3 separate regions of the Mus musculus genome follow, and regions 1 and 2 are each linked to region 3. The links are chromatin contacts, called in public promoter capture Hi-C maps. All regions are on one chromosome and are shown on one strand. Each heading gives the region's core, a stretch centred on a gene start, on an enhancer-like site or on the middle of the called end of the contact. The rest is flanking DNA. Distances are from core to core; before and after follow the strand shown.

Region 1 (3,095 bases), core at 207-2,706, 2.6 Mb before region 3:
ACAGACTCCAGGGGTACACCAGCGAACCCAGTAGTGACTGTATTCTATAAACTAGCTTTCCCCCAAAAACAAATGCAATGTTTAGGTCATCTCTGACCTTAGTGTCTACCTCTTGGTCTCGAATAGAAGGGTATGATTCAGGAATCACCAAAGCTCTAACCAGAGGAGGCCCATGAGTCCAACTTACCGCTGTTGGGGCCCAGTCCTGGCCATACACAAAGCAGTACTTGCAGTAGAGGTCATCATACTCTGGAAACTGAGAGAAAAAGTATACAGGATTCTGTCTAGAAAGGGCAAACTGGGCCCACACATTAGCTAGGCAGATGCAGTGGACAGGAATTAGGAACACGAGGCATCTGGGACTGAGGAGGTGGACATGGGTTTCAGGGCGGGCAGGGAATGGAAATCAGGAAGTCAGGCTTAGTCCCAGACTGCCAATACCCGTAGGTTATTTTGCTCAGGGTCTACTTTCTGTCTTGTCTTTCTCAGTCCACATGTGGTAGGCCCCTTGCCCATCTTTCAGAGTTCCCCTTCAGTCTCTAGCTGGCTTAAGGATCATTGCTTGGCTCCCTTCACTTCTCTGCATTTCTGCATGTGGGTACCTAATGTCTATCTGATAACCCTGTTAGACTGAAGAAGGAACAGGTTTCATGCCTCAGCGCATCTCCAGTGCTGGGCACAAATTAGCTCTACAGAAATGATGCTCACGTGAAACCCAGAAGCTACAGGGCCAAAGAACATGGCTAAAACTGAGGGTCCCGGAGAAAGGAAGGCCCAGGGCAGACGCCAAGGAAGGTGTCCAGAGTAAGCAGCCCAGACATCCTCTAATCGGATAGAGGAAAACAGGGAGGACGCAGTACCAATGAATGGGAAGGCAGGAACACCTACTGAGCTTCAGACTTGGCAGAACCTAAAGCATGTCAGCCAAACCTCAGAATATGTAGGAATAATGGGCATTTTCAACAAGCAGCCCAGAAGAATAATGTAGCAAAGTTCTGTCTCTTAGACGGACCGGGTCAAATCCCACCTTGGCCACTGCCTTCCGGTAAGTTCCCAGCTGTTAAATGGATCAGCTGAGTCTTCAGTCCCATTAGTCCTAGGCCACCACTCAACCAAGTAAACAGGATCCAAGTGGTACCAGCTGAACGCCTCGAGGTCTGTTTTCACTCAAGCTTGTCCGGTTCATCTACCTGGAGCCAAGGTTCTCAAATGCTGCTTCTCCTTTCCATTTATTTGAGATGCTCAGAGCATCTTGGCTTTCTAGGAGCTGAGCGAAGAGCCCGGGGAGAGAAACAGGCCGTCCCCGGGCGGAGTCCACGACTGCTTACCTGTGCGCTCTCTACCTGCCCGGTGATCATGAGCAGGAAGACGCTGGGACTTGCTGCAGCCATTGCACTGATGGGCCGGGAGACCGGCGCAGGCCGCGCGCTGTTGCCAGGAGGCTCTCGGTTGTCTTGGAAACAGACGGTAAGTCGTCTAGGACAAATTTCTCAAGCGGTGACGAGTTCGCTCAAAGGTAAGAGTGCGCAGGCGCAGTAGTCTTTATGGCTTTGGGCACTGTCCTCCGTGTCTGTCGCGCGGAACCTAACCCCCAGGGGCGGGTCCACGGACCCGCACTGTGTGACTTCACTCGTCTGGCCATGCTTGAAGCTCGCAGGCTGCAAAGCTGGATGTTGAGAAGAAGCAGCACCGGCACTCAGGCCCGCGGAAAGTCACGTGCTAGAGTTACCTCTCTCCAGGTGGTGTCGCTGTTGCCACACACAGCGACGGCAAAGACGCCATCGTTGGAAGGCTTGGTGCGCGGGAGTGGTCCAGCGGGCATCACCCAGCACATTGTCTCAGGTGAAGAATGCGCCCTTCAGCCCTATGAGGCTCTTGTCATCGAAACCCGGAGACTCCATTTGTCCAAGTCCCGCGTCCTGCATGAGAAGCTGGAGCCCACGGAACCAGTCACCCAATTTTGGAAAATCACTGGTAGCTCAGGGATGTCAGAGCTTGGTCCCAAGCCACCAGCATCCTTTTCGGTAGACACCATTGTTAGTGCTTGGATTCAACTGCACTTACTCTATCACTGTCCAATTCAAGGTGGCTTAATGCGAGCTTCTTGCCTTTAGATCCCCAGCTCGACTCTAGGGGCATTGAATGCCTGGTCCTCATTGCCCGGCCAGTGCAAAATATTTGGGAACTACTTCTTTAATAAATAAAATTGAACACATCTCAGTTTTCTGGAGGGCGTGACTGAAATCCAGACCTGGAAGGTAATTTAGCCATATTCGTTACAGGAATTTAGCTGCAGAATCAGACTTCACTTTCAGAGCTTATAAGGAAACATCAAAGAGCACATTAATGATGAGGGAGCCTGGAAACAAACGGATGCAGATGTGTATACTTTAGGGAGCTCAGCCTGCAGTAATGACACCAGGTCACGCTAACTGTTAGCTTGGAAGTCAGTTGGCGGGATTCCCAAAGCCACCTATGGGGAAGAGGAAAGGCATGTGGTCACAGCGTTCTAGGTGGGCCGAGGTGCAAGCATGTAAGAAATTCTTTTAGCTTAGAGCCAAGAGTCATACAAGCAGAGGCTCTAGGCCCCTCTCTCCTAGCCGGTGGCTGCCACTTGCTGTTCTTTACTGAAAGCGTTGGAAAGATACAGGCTACTGAAAGGAAGCCTTCTCAATCCCCAAATTACTCATTAGATAAGGCTTTTCTGTCCTAAACCAACAGGATGAGACATTTAGGAAGAGGTCTGTGCTGGCTAGTTTTTTTGTCAATTTGGCACAAGCCATAGTTATCTGAGAGGAGGGAACCAAGATTGAGAAAGCCTCCATGTGATTGGGCTTGTAAGCCTGTTGAACATTTTCTTAATTAGTGATTGGTGGAGAAGGGCCAGGCCCACTGTGGATGGTGCTACCCTAGGCTGGTGATCCTGAGTTCTATGAGAAAACAAACCTGGGGATGATTTCAGTCACTGGTACCTGTACTCTCTCAGGCCTTTTCTGTCCTGTAGGAGAATGTTCCCATCTAGTTACTAAAGGCATCCATAGCAGGAGATACCGTATGCTCCTGGTTTGGGCATATGAGTGAAGCCATAAGTCTTC
Region 2 (2,946 bases), core at 327-2,826, 2.0 Mb before region 3:
CTGCAGGGCCATGGAAGCCAGCTGTAGGGGACCCAAAAGGCCCCCGCCTGCTCAGGACAACCTGACCAGGACCAGGACTCCTGAGGTTGAGGTTTCCTAGGTCAGAAGGAGAGAAGGCCACCACTGCACAAGTACCCTCTTAGGTGCCCGCCATCCCTGTCCTCTGTGCTCTGCAGCTGCAATCCAAAACTGGGCCCAGCGTTGCAGCAGGAAAGCTGGAGATAGTCAAGGAAGTGCAACAACTATTTGCCCCTGGGTACCTACTATGTGCTGGGCGCTATGCTGGGTTCTCGATCATCTCAGACGTGCTTGCTTCAAACCACTCTACATTCAATCTCACATCACGCCCCTAATATCCATTTCATTAATAAGTCCTAGACATGCCCAGAGACTAGCCAGGTGAAGCAGTTCAGAATTCAGAGGGTCAACCCATTCATATCTCCAGGTCCAGCTTGGAAATCTTTTCTGCAGATCAACCCTACTGAGTCTCTGACATGTCAAAAAAAAACATCCTTCTCTCTTCCTGGAGAAAAAAAAAAAGCATTCTGACCTCCAAATCTTGTCCCCCTCACTTCCCATGACAAATGCTGCTGCTGCAGCCCACGCAGCACCACTGCCACCTCACAGAAATTTCCAGGAAAGACAGTTAATTGGAGAAGGACAAGCTTTGCACAGCCAGCCCCTGGCCTGCTGCTAGCCCAAGGACCAAACAGCACGTCTAAGAGCAGACTAAGAAACACTAGGTGCAAGAATCGGTCAGCTCGGGAAACTCAGTGAGAAGACTGCAACTGAGTAGCAGGTAGCATGGGCAGAGCTGCGAAGTGGAGACGCCAGGAAGTTCTACAGGGACAGCCTTAGGGAGGAGTGCAGGCAGCCAGTGAGCAGGCCAGCAAGACATGGGGCAAAGGAGGATTCACAAGGATGGAAGGAGTTGGAAGAGTGGAGGAGCTCTGAGTAGACAGGTTTCCGGCATTGGGAACACAGCCCTGGGGCCCAGAGTAAATTCCAGCCTGGACAAAATCCAAGAGCCTGGCCTGAGAGGGCTAGAGCAGCCCAAAGACCCTCTAGCAGGGATCACTGAAATCCCTGAGTCCAGGATGAAGCCCGGAAGCCTAAATGAGGAGCTCACGGTGAGGCTACAGACTTGGGAGTGGAGCGAGAACTAGGTCCTGCCTGGGTGAAGTCCCACGGCCTAAGATCCGGATTCCAATAAGGTCCCGTGAGGTCCCGGGCTTGGGCTGGACCCAGTCCTGGGTTGGAGTGCAGACGTCTGTGCCCAGCCCGGAAGGGAGCCCAGGATCACGGGCGGACTCAAATTGAATGTGGCACGGGCCGCGCAACAGGGCGGGAGAGCCTACCTTTGGTCTGAGGCAAGCTGGCCGGCGGGCTCGCGGCGGGCGACTCCATGCTGCGGACCGTCGCGGCGGAGAGCACTAATCTAGAGGACAGCAGACTACACCGGGGCCGGGCGCGCTCATGGCTGCTGGTGGCTGGCAGCGGCGGCAGGCGATGGGCGACAGGCGACACAGACGCGACGGTTCCAAGCGTCCGAGGCGGGCGGCGCCAAAGCCACACTGGGCAGCGCCGGACGCCTGCCGACGGCGCCACGCAGGCCCCGCCCATCGTACTGATTGGCCCGCCTGAAAAGGCCCCAGCCTATCAGACGCCGCCCGGACTGTCACGCACAAACCCCACCCTCCAAGAGCCGGAATCCAACCCAGCTTTCCCCTTAGTACAGCTCGGCTCCGCCCTCTTGCCGTCTAGATGACTGCCCTACCCACTCGGGGGATTGTGCTGGCGTGGTCCTGGGTGCCCCAGCCTGTGCCCCCCTATGGCACAGCGTGTGCGGGTCGCAATCTGGAAAATCCCAAGATCTCTAGGGGGGCAGGGCAGGGCCGATGTGCTCCGTGGGGTTAAAAGTGTTCCCTGAGTGAGACTAGACTCCTAAATGGCTGAGCCATACCGAGGATGAGCGTCCATGTGCTCCCCTGAAGAGAGCGGCGACCACCGGCTTGCCTCCTAGGGCAGCAGGAAAAGAGCGATCCCACGGCGGGCGCGTGCCAGGTGAGTGTTCACCGACTGTGGGAAAGAGTTTACTGCGCCTTGCTGAACGAGCACGCGTTTAAGTCCAGCCTCTACAAGCACCTGGCACGCCAGCACCTAGGGAGCGGGGAATTCAGTGGCTAACCTTTGCCTAGTGACAAAGTAACTGGTTGTAACATTATAGCAGCTCCACTCTCCGGGCTGGGGAGTAGTCTCCGATTAAACAAAGTGTCATTCCAAACACTGAAATACCTTTTGCCAGCCTTGACTGGGGTTCCATCTCGGCCGTCGGTCGCTGAGCCTCTGTCCTCACACTAACCAGGAATCTCTGGGGTCGATTGGAAAGTCAGGTCTAGTGAGGGCAAGAAGCACAAGGTCAAGGAGTCAGTCGGAGCTGGAGTAAGTCTTAGCTCTCTGGCCAACACTCAGGCCCCGAATGCCTGGCTTGCATATTTGATTTCTACCGCAGCCCTCCTCCCGTGCCACGTGCCCCTCCCCATTAGGAATCCTGAATGTCTCATCCTCTGCTGAATCCCAAGGCTTAGCCCAGAGCCATGCACATAGTAGGTGCCTAAGAAATATTTAAGGAATGAACAGAGGAAGTAGGAAAAGCATGCCACAGACATGGGTAAAGTGACTAGTCCCGTGCCAGGCTCTTGGGCACCAGGGTGACTCAGACAAGGCCCTCAAACAGGAGGAGTTTAATGGGTTAGTCAGAGAACTTGACAAACAGCCCAGGGATCACAGACTCCATGTGGGGTGCTATAAATAGATACAAGAGTCCTAAGAGGCCCTGCCTCACCTGGGTGGGGTCAAAGAAGGTGACCTTCCTGGACTAGTCATCAGAAAGAGAGGTAAGAGACCATCCTTGGAAGAAACAGAAAGGCCAGGGCAGGGAGTGGA
Region 3 (3,290 bases), core at 239-2,738:
AAGGGGCCCAATAGCTCCTGTGGGCCTAAACACTGCAAGATTGTAGCTCTCAGGAGGAGGGGGCAGGTGAAGAGAGCCAGCCGTAGCCTCAAAGACCGTGGCTGGGGGTGTGGGGGGGTACCTCTGCCTCCAAGAGTACCAGAGGGGCGCCAAATAACTCAATAGCCACTTCCGCAGACTCAGGGAAGTGTTTGAACTGACCGAATGGGAAATTTACCTAATGCCGCTGGTGGATGGGGCCTGGGGGGCTGAGAGGGGAGGCGCTGAGCTATCCGTGAGTCAGAACGCCAGTCTGCTGCAGATGGACTGGAGGTGAAGGATGGGTCCCAATATGGCTCAGACCCCAAGGGGGTGCACAGACAGGAGGAGGAGCCTCTTCAGGTCAGGACACCATAAATGTTACAGTTCCGAGGGGAAAAGTGTCCTGGCAGATGGGAGCCAAAGAACAGCACAAAGTCACACCACACAACAAACCTCACAACAAGAGATTTATTCGGACAAAACACAAGTAGGTAGCTGCCTCTGCTCTGGAAAGAAGTAGCAAGGAGCAACGGAGCTGGAGGTGGACTTTTTAAGGGGTTTCTTGGGGAAGGGGGCGGGCACAGAGCTTTCCAGGATGAGGATTGGTGGGATTTGAAGTCCGGATCTTGGGGCAAGCTCAGGGGTTGGTGAGATTTGAAGTTCTGAGCTTAAGGGTTTTTTTTTTTTTTCTTATGGGGCGGAGCTTAACCTGCAGTTTTGGCCTATAGAACGTTTTGTAGGTGGAGCCTAGTGGTTGGAGGGCCTCAGGGGCAGGGCCTGGCCACTGGGTGCTCTTTGAGGGGCTTATATTTCCTATTAATACAGTCAGATTAATTTTTCAATGTGAATTCCAGGAAAATTTAAATGACAATGTGTGTCACATTTTATTTGTACTTGACATTCTCGTTAACAGATAGTTTCTATTTGATTTCTGTCAGCTTCTCTATTCAAAAGTTCTGGGGCCAAAGATCAAAGACAAAACACACACACACACACACACACACACACACACACATACATACACAAGAAAACGTTATTTGAAATTTAAAAATAATTGTCATCGTTTTCTTTACATTTGTGAATAATATATTCCTATGTACAGTTCATAATTCACATGACATAATTCACATAATGAACTAAATGCTAATCTCGTCATCCACCTGGAGTGAGCTTTACCTTCGGACAAGGGGAGCATAGCGGTCAACTCATGTAATCTCAGCGCTTTGGAGCCCAGGCAGAGGGACTGCCATGAGTTCGAGGCCAGCGTGGGTTTGTCTTGAAAAACAAAATACAAAACAAAACTGAAAATATTTCGCAGCAGCCACTTTTTGGGGTAGTCTGCCTTTCTCAAGTCATCGATTGGTGCTATCTGTGGCCAATCAAGGCACGATGATGGGGCGGGGACTGAGGGGCGGTCCAATCAGGAGCGCAGCCCGGGCACAGGGGCGGGCCTTGGCGGGTTCGCTAGTTCGCGGGGGCTTTGTCTCGCGCCATCTTTACATTTGATCGGTCAGTTGAGCTGGGGTGTCCGGGTGCCTCAGGCCAGTCAGCTGCCGGAGGCGGACGGGGGCGCCATGGTGAGTGCTGCCCGCAGGAACCGGCAGGGTTCCGGTTTCCTCCGCTTTGCCCTGTGCAGGCGGTTCGGCTCTGCGAGGCCTATGCAGGGCTGAGCCCACAGGCTGTCTCCCTAGGTCTTGACGTGGCTGAGCCGCCACACTCCCTGACTCTGCAGGGACACTTGTCCTCAGCCGCACTCTTCTCTTGGTCCAGACTCCGGTGCCACAGCTGCTGTGTCCGGTGTCTCACTGTCAAGCAGTGACAGCCCTGGATGCTGGAGCAGCCTGAGGTGTGGCGTGAGCCTGGGCTGGGGCATCTCCTGGCCTCCGCATTATCAGCAAGGCTCTTACTGTACTGGCTTGTGTGGAGAGTGTAGTGAGAGAGCACGTGCAGCGTCTCTCTCTTCCACACTGGATTCACGTCCTTTGCCGTAATGATGTATCTGCTCCCTATGGCTCTGGAGACACCTATTTGTGAAGTGTATGTACTTGGTAACCAACTGTCAGCTCGATGGGATTGACTGCTGCCTACATTAAAAACACACTCTTGGCTGTGTGAGGGCCGTTCCAAAGGTGACATTCCAATGACTCTGGCCTCATGAGTAGATTAACCCCTGCATTACTGGTGGGGCAGAGTTGTAGGAAGTTAGTCCTAAGTGTGGCTGTGGGTATCAAAAGAATCTGTGCCCTTCTTTACAATGGGGCACAGAAAAATTTCAAACTCCATTTAAAATCCCCATTTCCCCTAACATCGTAAAATCTCAAATAGAACTCAAAACAGTTAGTAGAACAAGTCAGAATTCCTGCCTCTTTGACTGGTCTGTAGCTATAATTTACATTATATACCACGGAATCTATAAGTTTCAAGTTGATACTCTTGGAAGTGTCTTTCTAATACTATGTCATGTGGAAGGAAGAAACTTAAGTTTTTATAAATACTGTAAATGGTATAGCAAAGCTTGTGTCAGTACTTGGTGTGTTGTGATATTGTCTAACAATTGTTTTGAAGCATTTTCCAGCATTTACTTTTATGACAGCAGAAAGTTTGAATTGTGTACTGGGGGCACTGCATTTGCCAAGAGCACAAGATGACAGTGACTCCTTTGCTGGAGACGAGAGTGGGGTGTTGTTCCTTTGAATTTTGCTTTAGTTCATGTGTGGTTGCAGTGTGTCCGGCACAGAGGTGGCTCTAAGTCACTCACATGGCATCTCCAACATTGCTTTATAGAGGAACTTGCAGCCTGACAGTGTGGAGAACTCCTTGAGTCAACTCCCCAGTCGATGTCTTGAAACTAGAAAGCGTAAGAGAAGCTACAAGAAGAGGCCAGTCACCTACAGTTACTGGAGACGGACCCAGCGGAATAGAGCAAGAAAACACAAGGCACCAGTAAAGGTAAATGGGGAACTAGAGAAGGTCATGTATGTGCGTGTTATCTTCCTTATTCCCTTGCCTTATCTAGAAACAGTGGTATGAAATTATAAGTATGCAATGTACTCTTTATTTAAACATGATTTAGTGTAACACACCATAGCAATCAACAATTGAAAATCCACAAGAGTGCCGTCCAGATGGATCAGTGGGTAAAGGACTCAGTCCTGACGACCTGAGTTAGATCTCCAGGACCCTTATGGTGAGAGGAAAGAACCAGGTCCCACAATTTGTCCTTAGACCTCTGTATGTGATGGAGAGATACAACATTGTGCTTGTAATTA

What was found. Promoter capture Hi-C pulls out the DNA fragments that hold promoters and counts their contacts.
Region 1: a contact with region 3 is called in a promoter capture Hi-C map of pre-B cells, with 5 times the contacts expected there. The contact joins the promoter of B9d1 here to the promoter of Zfp39 in region 3. A contact is called at or near these places in 2 of 39 promoter capture datasets (liver and pre-B cells).
Region 2: a promoter capture Hi-C map of pre-B cells shows a contact between it and region 3, with 3 times the contacts expected there. The contact joins the promoter of Map2k3 here to the promoter of Zfp39 in region 3. A contact is called at or near these places in 2 of 39 promoter capture datasets (liver and pre-B cells).

What each region holds. Positions count from the first base shown.
Region 1 is chr11:61,503,505-61,506,599 of GRCm38.p6, reverse strand. It overlaps B9d1 (B9 protein domain 1), which reads right to left and starts at 1,456. Exons shown (of 7, transcript NM_013717.3): 1 at 1,329-1,456; 2 at 188-256. The coding sequence starts at 1,391. B9d1os (a long non-coding RNA gene) reads left to right here and starts at 1,514. Exons shown (of 1, transcript XR_141098.4): 1 at 1,514-2,215.
Region 2 is chr11:60,930,684-60,933,629 of GRCm38.p6, reverse strand. It overlaps Map2k3 (mitogen-activated protein kinase kinase 3), which reads right to left and starts at 1,576. Exons shown (of 12, transcript NM_008928.5): 1 at 1,359-1,576. The coding sequence starts at 1,407. Map2k3os (mitogen-activated protein kinase kinase 3, opposite strand) reads left to right here and starts at 1,763. Exons shown (of 2, transcript NR_027800.1): 1 at 1,763-2,064.
Region 3 is chr11:58,902,423-58,905,712 of GRCm38.p6, reverse strand. Zfp39 (zinc finger protein 39) reads left to right here and starts at 1,488. Exons shown (of 5, transcript NM_011758.2): 1 at 1,488-1,598; 2 at 2,806-2,970. The coding sequence starts at 1,596. It overlaps Gm12257 (a long non-coding RNA gene), which reads right to left and starts at 1,367. Exons shown (of 4, transcript XR_879896.2): 1 at 1,198-1,367; 2 at 218-424.